2 separate regions of the Gossypium hirsutum genome follow, and region 2 is linked to region 1. Evidence: chromatin contacts called from public Hi-C data. All regions are on one chromosome and are shown on one strand. The core of a region is the stretch at or near the end of the contact, and the rest is flanking DNA. Distances in the headings are between cores, read along the strand shown.

Region 1 (5,463 bases), core at 2,353-4,852:
TAAAAATTCAATTGATTTTTTAAATTATTTTATGAGAGCATTTTTACTACTTGGTATTTGTCTATGGCAACAAAGCTGACTGTATTTGATTCCTGACGGGAAGCTTCACTGATATATCATAACTCTAACAAAGGGTCAATGATTTTGGGTATCATTTAAGCAATTTCCTCGTGTTTTCCTATACTTCGGTTGGTTTTGGGGGATTGAAGAAAATGCCCCTCCACCAAAAACAATGAAGCACAAAGATACAAGATAGAAGCCTACGTACACTCGTGTTTATCAAAATTTAGATAACATGAATTATTATCGTATCAAATTTTGTATAAATATATTACATCTTCAACGTGACTATAACATGATAAGATACTGTGAACATAATATAAACACAAACTTATCGGGTTGCAATATATAACTGTATCCCACAACCTACACAAGCTAATCAGTTGTTCGGATTGAAATCAACAAAGTTTAGGAAATAATCCGGGTTCTAATAGGTGGCAAAATAGAGTTAAAAAGTTTCTTAATGTAGAACCTGCAGTGATAAAAGGACAATGTTACTCGAACTCAGAATAAATATCGGATAAGGGGAACGTGTCCAACACCGGTATATTTAATATTAAGCTTTTTCATGCATTTGGAGGATACTTGGATGATCATGTCCCTATACTCATGTCTAAATATGCGGAGGATAAGGATGTCAAACACGTTTATTTGAAGAAAAATTAAGGGTCGGAACAATATGGGCTTATGAGAATTAACTTGTCCAAGTTCCTGAATCTAGAGGTTCTTTGAGATATTTCTTCTATAATCCATTTTTCTTCCTTCAAAAAGAAAAAAGCATATGAAGTATAAAACCTTGGAAAAACCAAAAGAAAAGCAAGCGAACTAAAACATGAATCTCAATGAGACTAGCAGCAATTACTCTTGCAAACTAACAATTGCTCGGATTATAAAAGAATAAACACGGCATACTAGAAACAAAAATCATACAAGAATCTAAACATGTAGGAGATCGGCAATAGACACATACCTTAAAACTGAAATCTGACAAACCATATGAGCGAGTATGCTCACCACATCTGTGTTTTTGCTGATCAAGCAGCAACATGTATTCAATCGTAAAAAAATAAAGTAAAATAAAAGAACACTGAAAAATATACCAAAAGCTGCTCCAAGGAATCCATAAGAAAGGATGCACAGTCTATACATGATAGTTTATTCAAACCCATTACGATTAGAGGTTTCTTGTGGAGAAGTAACTGAATCAGTTTCAGACTTGAGTACTTGAAAGACATCTCCACTGTCTCAGTCGTGGACCCTTGTCGAGAAGCAGTAGCAAGCCGACATTGTTTGGTGACAATCCATATAGATGCCTATACGATTAAAGAAAATATATGAAAGTAAATGAACCAAACTCCAGCATTTAACATTTCTCTAGATTATTATATGCTAATAAACTTCAAAGTCGGTTTCTAATATAGAATATAATAAAACAAATTATACAAGAATATACAAAATTATGAATCTAAATGCATGTCCCTCCTTAGACCTGCATCTCTACAGTTTAATGGCCAACTATAAAAATGCTTTAAAATGCAAATAAAATTTGGTTAGTTTAAACCTAATAATGCTCGTCATTAGATACATTATACAGAGAAACCAAATTTGTCACTTTTAAAACATAAACAGGTCCAACAGTAACCATGTATATAACACATATACTACTTACTTGCTTCGACAAACTTTCCGCTTCCAGAAAACAAAGGACACAATCCACTGAAAAAAATAAAATCAAAAGACAACAAGTTTTTAAGTGGAAATGTTGAAAAAACCGAAGATGCTCAGAGTAGCTACATTACAACCACAATTTGAACCTTCAATAGATGACTGCTATACAGGAACTAAATTAACATCAGAGTTAAAGGAATGAAAATAAAAAATGGTCTAAAAAATAGCCCACAAGTAAAAATAGAGATACGAGTAGTAAACAGAAGGGGGAGGCTTTTGATGAAACGAAAGAATAAAGATGAGGGGCGAGAAATGTCCTATAGACAATATTCAACCAGACAGTGACCTTCATTACTTCTATTCTTCATGTAAGCAAAGTAATTAAACATGTAACTCATTTCTGCATAGCTTTAAGAAATTGTCACTTAGTGACGGAAACATAAAACTCATCTTGAAAAACATCTTAGAGATAGCATATTTCATCTATTTCAACCGTCATATAGAACACTACCAATAAATGAACAGTTACTACAGAGTGCACTAAGTAAAAAAAGCCAAACTATATTGTAAAAATTCAAGAATTAATGAACATGAGATTGTAGAACGCAAAATAAACAGACATGAGAATGTCAATAACAGCACTAGATGGTTTAAAATATGCATAAAACAGAACACTTCATCCTCATGTAAACAAATATTACCTTGAAGAATGACATGAAGGGAAGGCTTCCAAGAATAGATGGCTTCCTCACGGTCAATTGTCTTTCAGGGGGCATTTCCTTGCACAACTGTTGAGCTATTTCTTTCAATAATACCAACTGTGCATTGTCAGTTCGCATTGATATTATTGCTTGTCTCATTGATTCCCTATCAGCCTCAAGGGCCTGAAGCCTTGTATAGAGTTTCTTGATATTGGGATCACATCCATCAGGCAGATTAAGTGCATCCCTTGGAGTGTCTGCATAATCAACACAATCTCCAACTCCAGGTTTGGGCTCAGGGGTTCCCTTATATGGAACCCCAGTATGGATAGAATCAATAGTATAAACTCTGTCACTCATATCATCTCCAACTTCAGAAGCATTATCCATTCTTCCTGAGCTGGAAATCTTGTCCATTTCTGAAATGAACCTGGGAGAATTACCTGTAAACTCTGAAGTGATCTCTTTAGCGAGGAACGTGGTTGAACTATCACTTGAAAGCCTCCTTGAATGTCTTGATTGCCTAGGAGAGTGACCAACTATTACCTTCTCTGGAACATTCTTTGTTCCAGGGAAATATCCATCCAGTTCACTCAGCTGACTGCTGCTTGGATTCCTCTCAATTTGGCAGATCCTTTGCTCCAGATTCCTCAAGTGTTTTCGGGCACAAGGGGTTTCACCAAATGCATATTTCTCAATATCTTCAACATCATCACCAGGATTCTCATTCAAATTGCACTTTGGAGGTTGATAATCATATTGAAGAAGATTGACAGAGTCACCAAAGTTCTTAGCCACATTTCGAATCAGCCCATCCGGCTCACCTTCAACCTCTGCCTCCGTAAACCCATAACTCATCATCCTATGCTTGTAAGCCTGTGCTTCACAAGTAAGGGCTTGAATAGCCTGCTCTCTCTTATACAACAAATCCTCCAAATCCATTATCTCCTGTTGGTCATGTGCCATTTCTCCTCAGCAAAACACTTGAATTGCCGTGCCTCCATTTGGATCTCTGCCTTCTCTCTCTGCAACTTCAATATCATCGACATGGCCTCAGTAGCTGCCGATGATGAAGCATTTCTCTCTTCCTCCAATTCTCTATACAAATCTTGTATTGTGGCCTGTTGGCTGCTAACCGTCTCCCGCAAAGCAGCACATTCATTCTCAATTTGGACTTTGGGGTTAGAGTATAGATCAAACCCCGGAACATAAAACTTGTTGAAGTTCTCAAACTCATCGAATTTGCGTTTCACAGTGCGAAACCAAGTGCTCGGAGGATCACTAATCAAAGAACAGGTAGTACAATTGCAATCACAACATTTCACCAAATCTCTTGGAATCGGAGGTGAAAATACTTCTGACTCCATATACCAATATATGCATTCAAACTCAAGCAATCGAATTATTTACTGACAATTAAATTCAAAAAAAAAATCTAAAGAATATTAAAGTTCTCTCTATCTTGAATCTTAGATCCTCCAATGAATATTTTCCCTCCCTTTTTTTACTCCACCCACCAGCTACGTAAATTCCTCCCCCGATAAATCAAGCACAAAGCAAACTTCCTGAAAAAAATAATGAAAGGTGAGCAACTAAAAGATCCCTTTTGGATATAAAATTTACAGGAATAAAAACAAATAAATAATGTGCAAGTTTTATCAAGAAGAAGAGAGAAGGAAAAGTATGAATCTAACCTTGGAAGCTAAGACAGGTAGAGCTGGGAAATAGAGGAAGCCAATTTTCCCGGGAAAATAAACCTCTAGAGAAGAAAATTCAAGGCCTTTTTTGTTTCTAATTTTATCAATCTTCTTCTTCGAAAGAAAACGAATCGTCTGATAGCGAGAACAATCGACAAAAAAATATCTTCGGATAGAAAAACCGTATCCGTCGAATAGTAGTGTTTGGGGGAAAAGAAAATCAGGAGGGAAAATAATGAAAAAGAAGAAGGAAAGTGGAAACCCTAACTTTCACTTTTTGGATATTTGTTTGTTGGAAGGTGGTGTAGTTTGTTTTTTTATTCACCTTCCTTTGTGATCTGATTTTCGTATCCATCATCTCATTTTTTTTTTCTCCTTTATTTAATGAGTTTAATTTCTATGAGGAAATTGCTTTAGAAAATACAGGCAAAAAAAATCGTTATGAAATATATCCAACCAACTAATGATGTATCAGATTTTTTTAAAATAAAAAAAATAGAATTACTGAAGTTTTATCTCAAATAATAGTCAACAAAAAATCTAGTAAAATAATGATGGCGCTAAAGATTAGCTCTTCTGAATTTTTCTTGAAGTCTAATTAAAAATAAATACAAATTGATTTTATTTTATATATATATTTGCTATCGTCGAACTCGCTTTTGGTTCGTTCTAATCAGGCGGCCTTTAAATTATGTTGTCTTAGAAAATTGTAAAAGTTTATGTTATTAAAATTGCATATATTAAAATTACATTCTAAAACACTTAATTGATATCAGCGTAATTGTTAATCCAGAAATACCTGAGTTTAAACACATTTATTTTTTTTATTTAAGGATTGATAGGAGATGGATAATTTTAAGTTTTATATTAAACTTTAGTATTGATAGTTAATAAGGCATTGGCTTAGATTGTTAAGGTGAAGACTTTAAGTTTTGAGTGTCTAAATTCAAAATTTATTGTACTCAACTATATGCGTGGATCTCCAAAATTTCATCATGCGCAATTGTTATTTAGATTCTACTCATTATTTAAAATATGATATAATTATAATTTGATGTATATTCTTTATGTTTAATATAATTATATATCGGTTAAAATATATCCCAAATACTCTTTGTAAATTTAAATTTTTATTTATGTTTTTAGGAATTTAATCACTTTATTTTTTAGATTTAAAATTTGCAACTACAATTGCCAACACCGTTAAAAGTTTTTTCATAAAGTCGTGTCGTGTACATTTCAAATGACATTTTTTGATTAAATAGCTATCAAATGAATTCTTTTTTAAATGTCACACTAATTAATTTAACAAAAAAATTAATGATATATTTTAAAAT
Region 2 (4,918 bases), core at 1,455-3,954, 38 kb after region 1:
CTCAACAAGTAACATGAATGATTTAGTGTCCTTTATAAAAAAAAAGATTCTTATTATATCACATGATAATACTTAAAAAAATTCTTATTATATCACACGATAATACCTACATCGTGATCAACCAACTATCATGTGCCATTGTTTAATATTGTCACTTGTGAAGTATAGAGAAGAGGACAGATTTAGACACTAAATTTATATTTAAGCCAAAAAAATAAAATTAGATAATATATACACATTAAAGGCCAAATTAATTATTATGCAAAATTTATAAATAACCACATAATAAAAAAATTAATTGAATAATCATTTTATTATTTTATATAATTATATGATAAAAATTGATACCTAAATGATTATCAATATAATTTACCCTATAAAAAATAATAAATTTACTAAATAAAAATTTTAAAAATAAAATAGTCAACTTATTCATAATAGAAAAGCTAACATCGAAACTTCACCCTATTCCATTGAATTCCATAGCAAGTTATATAACGTTGAATTTTTTCTATTCCTAATTTATAAATAATTCATGCGTATGATATTTTATATCAAAGTAAAGAAATCATTTGATAGGCATCGGCAAAAATATTAGAGACCTATAAAGGCATCAATAATAAAATTGACACTTTTTCAAAAATAAAAAAACCTTGACAGAAATTAAGAAAAACAACAAAAACGTCAATAAAAGAGAAACTTCAATTTATTTAAATAACTAAAATAAAAAATAAAAATAAAAAAGTTCAGTGAAGGAAACATGAATTGTTACTGCATTATAAATCACAAGCAAGTTAAAAGTGAATGTTTTAATTCAATGAAACATGCATTTCATCAAATCAATCAGCAAAAATTCTATCATTTTAATAATATCTACTGAAAAACTCCAATTTAAACATAAGCTAACTTGTCAACTTAGATAGCAAACACAACACTCATTGCATGTCCAGGACACCAAAAATAAAAGATAGCCCATAAAGTACTGATTAAAACAATTGAAATTCTCCCCGCCCACGGTGTAATAATCTCGTCTAATGCCTCAACGGTTGGCCTTGGCAACCCTCTCGATTTCATCTTTCTTCTTGATCGCGTAGCTGCACAATCAATAATACCATCAACAATGATGGAAATGACACCAGAAATAAGCGAAAGAGCCATGAAGGAGACGCATAAAAGTCCTTTATTTACCTGTTCGATGATCCTTTTGCAGCATTAATAAGCTCATCGGCTAAACATTCAGCAATGGTTTTAATGTTTCTGAATGCAGACTCACGTGCTCCGGTGGTCAAGAGATAGATGGCTTGATTCACACGACGAAGAGGAGAAATATCAACAGCCTGACGCCTCACAACACCCGCAGAACCGATACGAGTAGCATCTTCACGAGGTCCACTGTTAAATCAATAGGTTAACTTCAAGTTTAACTGGTGATACATTTGAAAGAGAAAATATGAAAGCTTAAGGTCATATAGGGTACCTGTTGATTATAGCATCGACAATGACTTGAATTGGGTTCTGATCAGTCAGGAGATAAATAATTTCCATGGCATGCTTCACAATCCTAACTGCCATAAGTTTCTTCCCATTGTTTCGGCCATGCATCATCAGTGAGTTCGTAAGCCTCTCAACAATTGGGCATTGAGCTTTCCGGAAACGCTTCACTGAGTACCTTCCAGCAGTGTGCGGCACATAGGTTGCGTGCTTCGAAGCTTGGGCACCAATGTAGTCACTCAAAGAGATATCAGTAACCTAAAACCAAATAATCTTCGGGGTCAAGTACCATTGCAAACAAGAATTACAATTATCAAAAGGAACAGCAAATTGAGGAACCAAATTCTTTCCAATCAATAGTTGTAGACATTGAACCCAATTCATTAACCACAATTTATAAGCCCTAATTTTAAAACCATAAACACCAACTCAAAATCTATAATTCATAAGCCAGAATTCATTAACTCAAATTCATATTCACACTCAGAATGACAACCTAATACTTCGCAGCTTATCACTTATCAAGTTAAACTAAGCTACGAGACAAACAATTGCTCAGAGAAATTACAATAGAAGAACAGGAATAAATACAAATTCATAGGAGAACATAAACTACAACTTTGAATTAACATAAACAGCAAAAAAAAACAAAAAGGAAGCTCCAATTGAGATTAAAATAGTAGCTAAATAAAATAAGCATTGATATTCCAAAAAAAAATCATTATGATGCCAGAAATATATAGACAAGTTAAAAAAATAAATCCAAAGAGATGGATACAGTGATGAAAAGATAACTATTCTCTTCACTAAATCCAGTTACCAAAAGACCAAAAGAAGTTCAGCAGATAAGCTAGCAGGAAGCAGTATAAAGATAAAATGAGACATTTCATACAAGAACCAAGAAACATGGAGGCAAAAGAAAGAAAAATCAGATCTAAGCAAAGAAATACCTGGACATCCTCAAAAGACCAGCGATTGAAAAGCTTGACTTCGTAGTTAGGTTGGGTCGGGTCTTTGCTGGTCTCGGTGGCTGCCACGGCCATTGCCATACCTGCGAAAATAAAAACAACAATGAATTTTGAAGAAAGAGAGAATCAAAGTGAGTATTAGGAGAGAAATTAGAGCTAAAAGAAATACCTCAGATTGAATAGATAGAAAGAGGGAGCGGCGACCGAAGACTGAATAGTGCGGCTTTCACTGGTAGCGGTAGCTCGGAGATGAGGAAATTAAACAACCCTAATTAACAATTGTTATATATGAAACATCGTCCCGAGTTAGGGTTTTATTGTAAGGGATCAAATTTTGGGGCTTTTAGTGGATGGGTTTTGAGAAAAAAGAACGGCCCAATTATTCTTCAACTACCCCAATAACTCATTTTTAATATATAATTCAATGATTTTATGAGTAAAATAAAACCATTTTTTTTTAAATTACATTATTTATATTAATTATATTATAAAAATAAAAATTATATTAATTATATATGTTAAATAATATTTATGTATTTATATTAAATCACTAATTCAATAAAAATTAAATTTATTACCCAAAACCTAAAAACAACTTACCCAACTAAATAACCCAACCCAAAATATAAAATTTTAAAAACTATATTTAATACAATATAATATTTATTACATTTACTTGTGTTTTTTAATATAAATATTTTTTAATTTATTTTTAATGGGTTAGAAAATTTTTATTTTAATGTTTTTTCAATGCATTTAGGGATTATATTTTCTAAAAAAATATTTTTAAATAAAAAGCTTATCAAAACAAATTAAATATTGGTGGACCGGATTGGGTCCGAGATTACCTTTCTTAAATTGGATCAGACTTGGACAAAAAAATGAGTCCATTTTTTGAGTTGAACCTCGACTTGAAAATTTAATCTAAATGCTCTATATAGATCCGACTAAACTCGGCCAGTAAACACCTTTAATCAAAACAATTAATAAGACAAATTAATTATAGAATTATTAATATTTAAAGGTGAAAGAGGATATACAAAGCAATATTAATACATGAAGTTTTTTATTAGGCTACTTATTTAGGTTAGGCTTTATAATAATAATAACAATAACAATAATAAGAGTATTATTCTCGTGTTCAAAATTTTTAGAGTTTAGTCATGAAAGCGTACTGGTATTATTATGTAGTTTACGGGTTTGTTTAGCTGCGCTTCCAAAAAGCACTTTTCACTCAAAAAGTACTTTTGACTTTAAAGCACTACTAAACAAACACCATTTGAGTGACTTTTTTAATGTTTAAAAAAGTCATTTTCCTCCGTTGAAAAAACTGAAAATTTTAGCTTTTTCTAAGCTAAAAGTGCTTTTGGCTAGCTAATTACTTTTTTATCCTCCATTTTTCACGGTATAGGGACAATTTCCTCTTTATTTTTTCTTCTAGAGAATCTCTCTGGTTCTCCTCTTTTATTTCCTTCCTGTAACAGCTCGTTTTCAGTGGTGTCAAAAACAGTGGTTACAGGACCACAAATCTGATGAGTGAATAATTATTTTAATATTTATTATAACTCTACGAGATTATATTAAGGTCGTATTAAAAGTTCGTTAGGAAATTTTGATGTTTAAATGGTTAATTAGGTAAAAATGACTAAATTGTAAAAGATATAAAAGTTGAGTTCTATTAGTTAAAAGGGCTAAATGGCTATGGAAATGAAAGTTAATGGACTTGAATGGTAAATATACCATTTAAGGTGTTAGTGGATGTGCATGGACAGGGTTTGAATGAAATTTTAATAGTTTTTAAAGATTAAAATGATAATTGAATAATTAAAAGAAAAATTAAGTAAAGAAAGATGGAACAAAGTTATCATCTTTCTCATTTCATTTTTTCTAGACCGAAATTCACCATTAAAGAGGGGGAGAGCTTCAGTTTTGATTTCTTCTTGCATGGTATGCATCCAAGCCCCGTTTTTAATTATTTTTATGTTTTTGAGTTCATTTTAGCTTAATCTAGCTAGCCTGGGGGTTATTTTGCAAAACTGTCAAAGGTTGAGGGACTTGCCACGGATTTTTTAGATGTGTTTTGATGTTAGTTGATAGATTATTAATCTTTGTTGAAAAATAAACAAGTTTGTTAAATGATTTTTGATGAATTTTGGAATTAGGGATTAAATTATTAAAGGTGTAAATCTATAGGTTTTATTGTAAATTTTTTATAACTATGAGTTGCTTTAAGGTCCCTTGCAACATGGGTTAAGTTGAATTTAGGTTAAAATGGTTAGATTTTAAGTTATGATCTTAAGGACTAAATTGTGAAAAGTTAAAATGTTAGGAGCAAATTTTTAATTTTGCATAAATATGAGTTATGGATTAAATTGAACTCTAGAAGTACTTGATTAATTGAAATTATCCATTTAGATTAAGGTAAACCACAATCGAACCTAAATTGAGGAAAAGCTAAA

The links. Hi-C and Micro-C count contacts between places; a contact is called where the count stands out from the background.
Region 2: a Hi-C map of fibers shows a contact between it and region 1, with 2.3 times the contacts expected there. The contact joins the promoter of LOC107934782 here to the enhancer-like site in region 1. A contact is called at or near these places in 12 of 34 Hi-C or Micro-C datasets (anther, callus, fibers and 2 more).

Annotation. Positions count from the first base shown.
Region 1 is chrA01:49,404,224-49,409,686 of Gossypium_hirsutum_v2.1, forward strand. It overlaps the pseudogene LOC107934780. Among protein-coding and RNA genes, the nearest start is that of TRNAR-CCU, 3.8 kb to the right of the region's middle. Within about 2 kb of position 3,603, at least 2 of the 9 cell types and tissues checked have an H3K27ac peak or open chromatin away from gene starts, as enhancers often do. A contact at or near this core is called in fibers, where this site is marked.
Region 2 is chrA01:49,443,017-49,447,934 of Gossypium_hirsutum_v2.1, forward strand. LOC107934782 (40S ribosomal protein S5-like) reads right to left here and starts at 2,705. Exons shown (of 5, transcript NM_001327383.1): 1 at 2,629-2,705; 2 at 2,442-2,542; 3 at 1,478-1,749; 4 at 1,189-1,392; 5 at 980-1,094. The coding sequence starts at 2,540. The coding sequence ends at 1,040.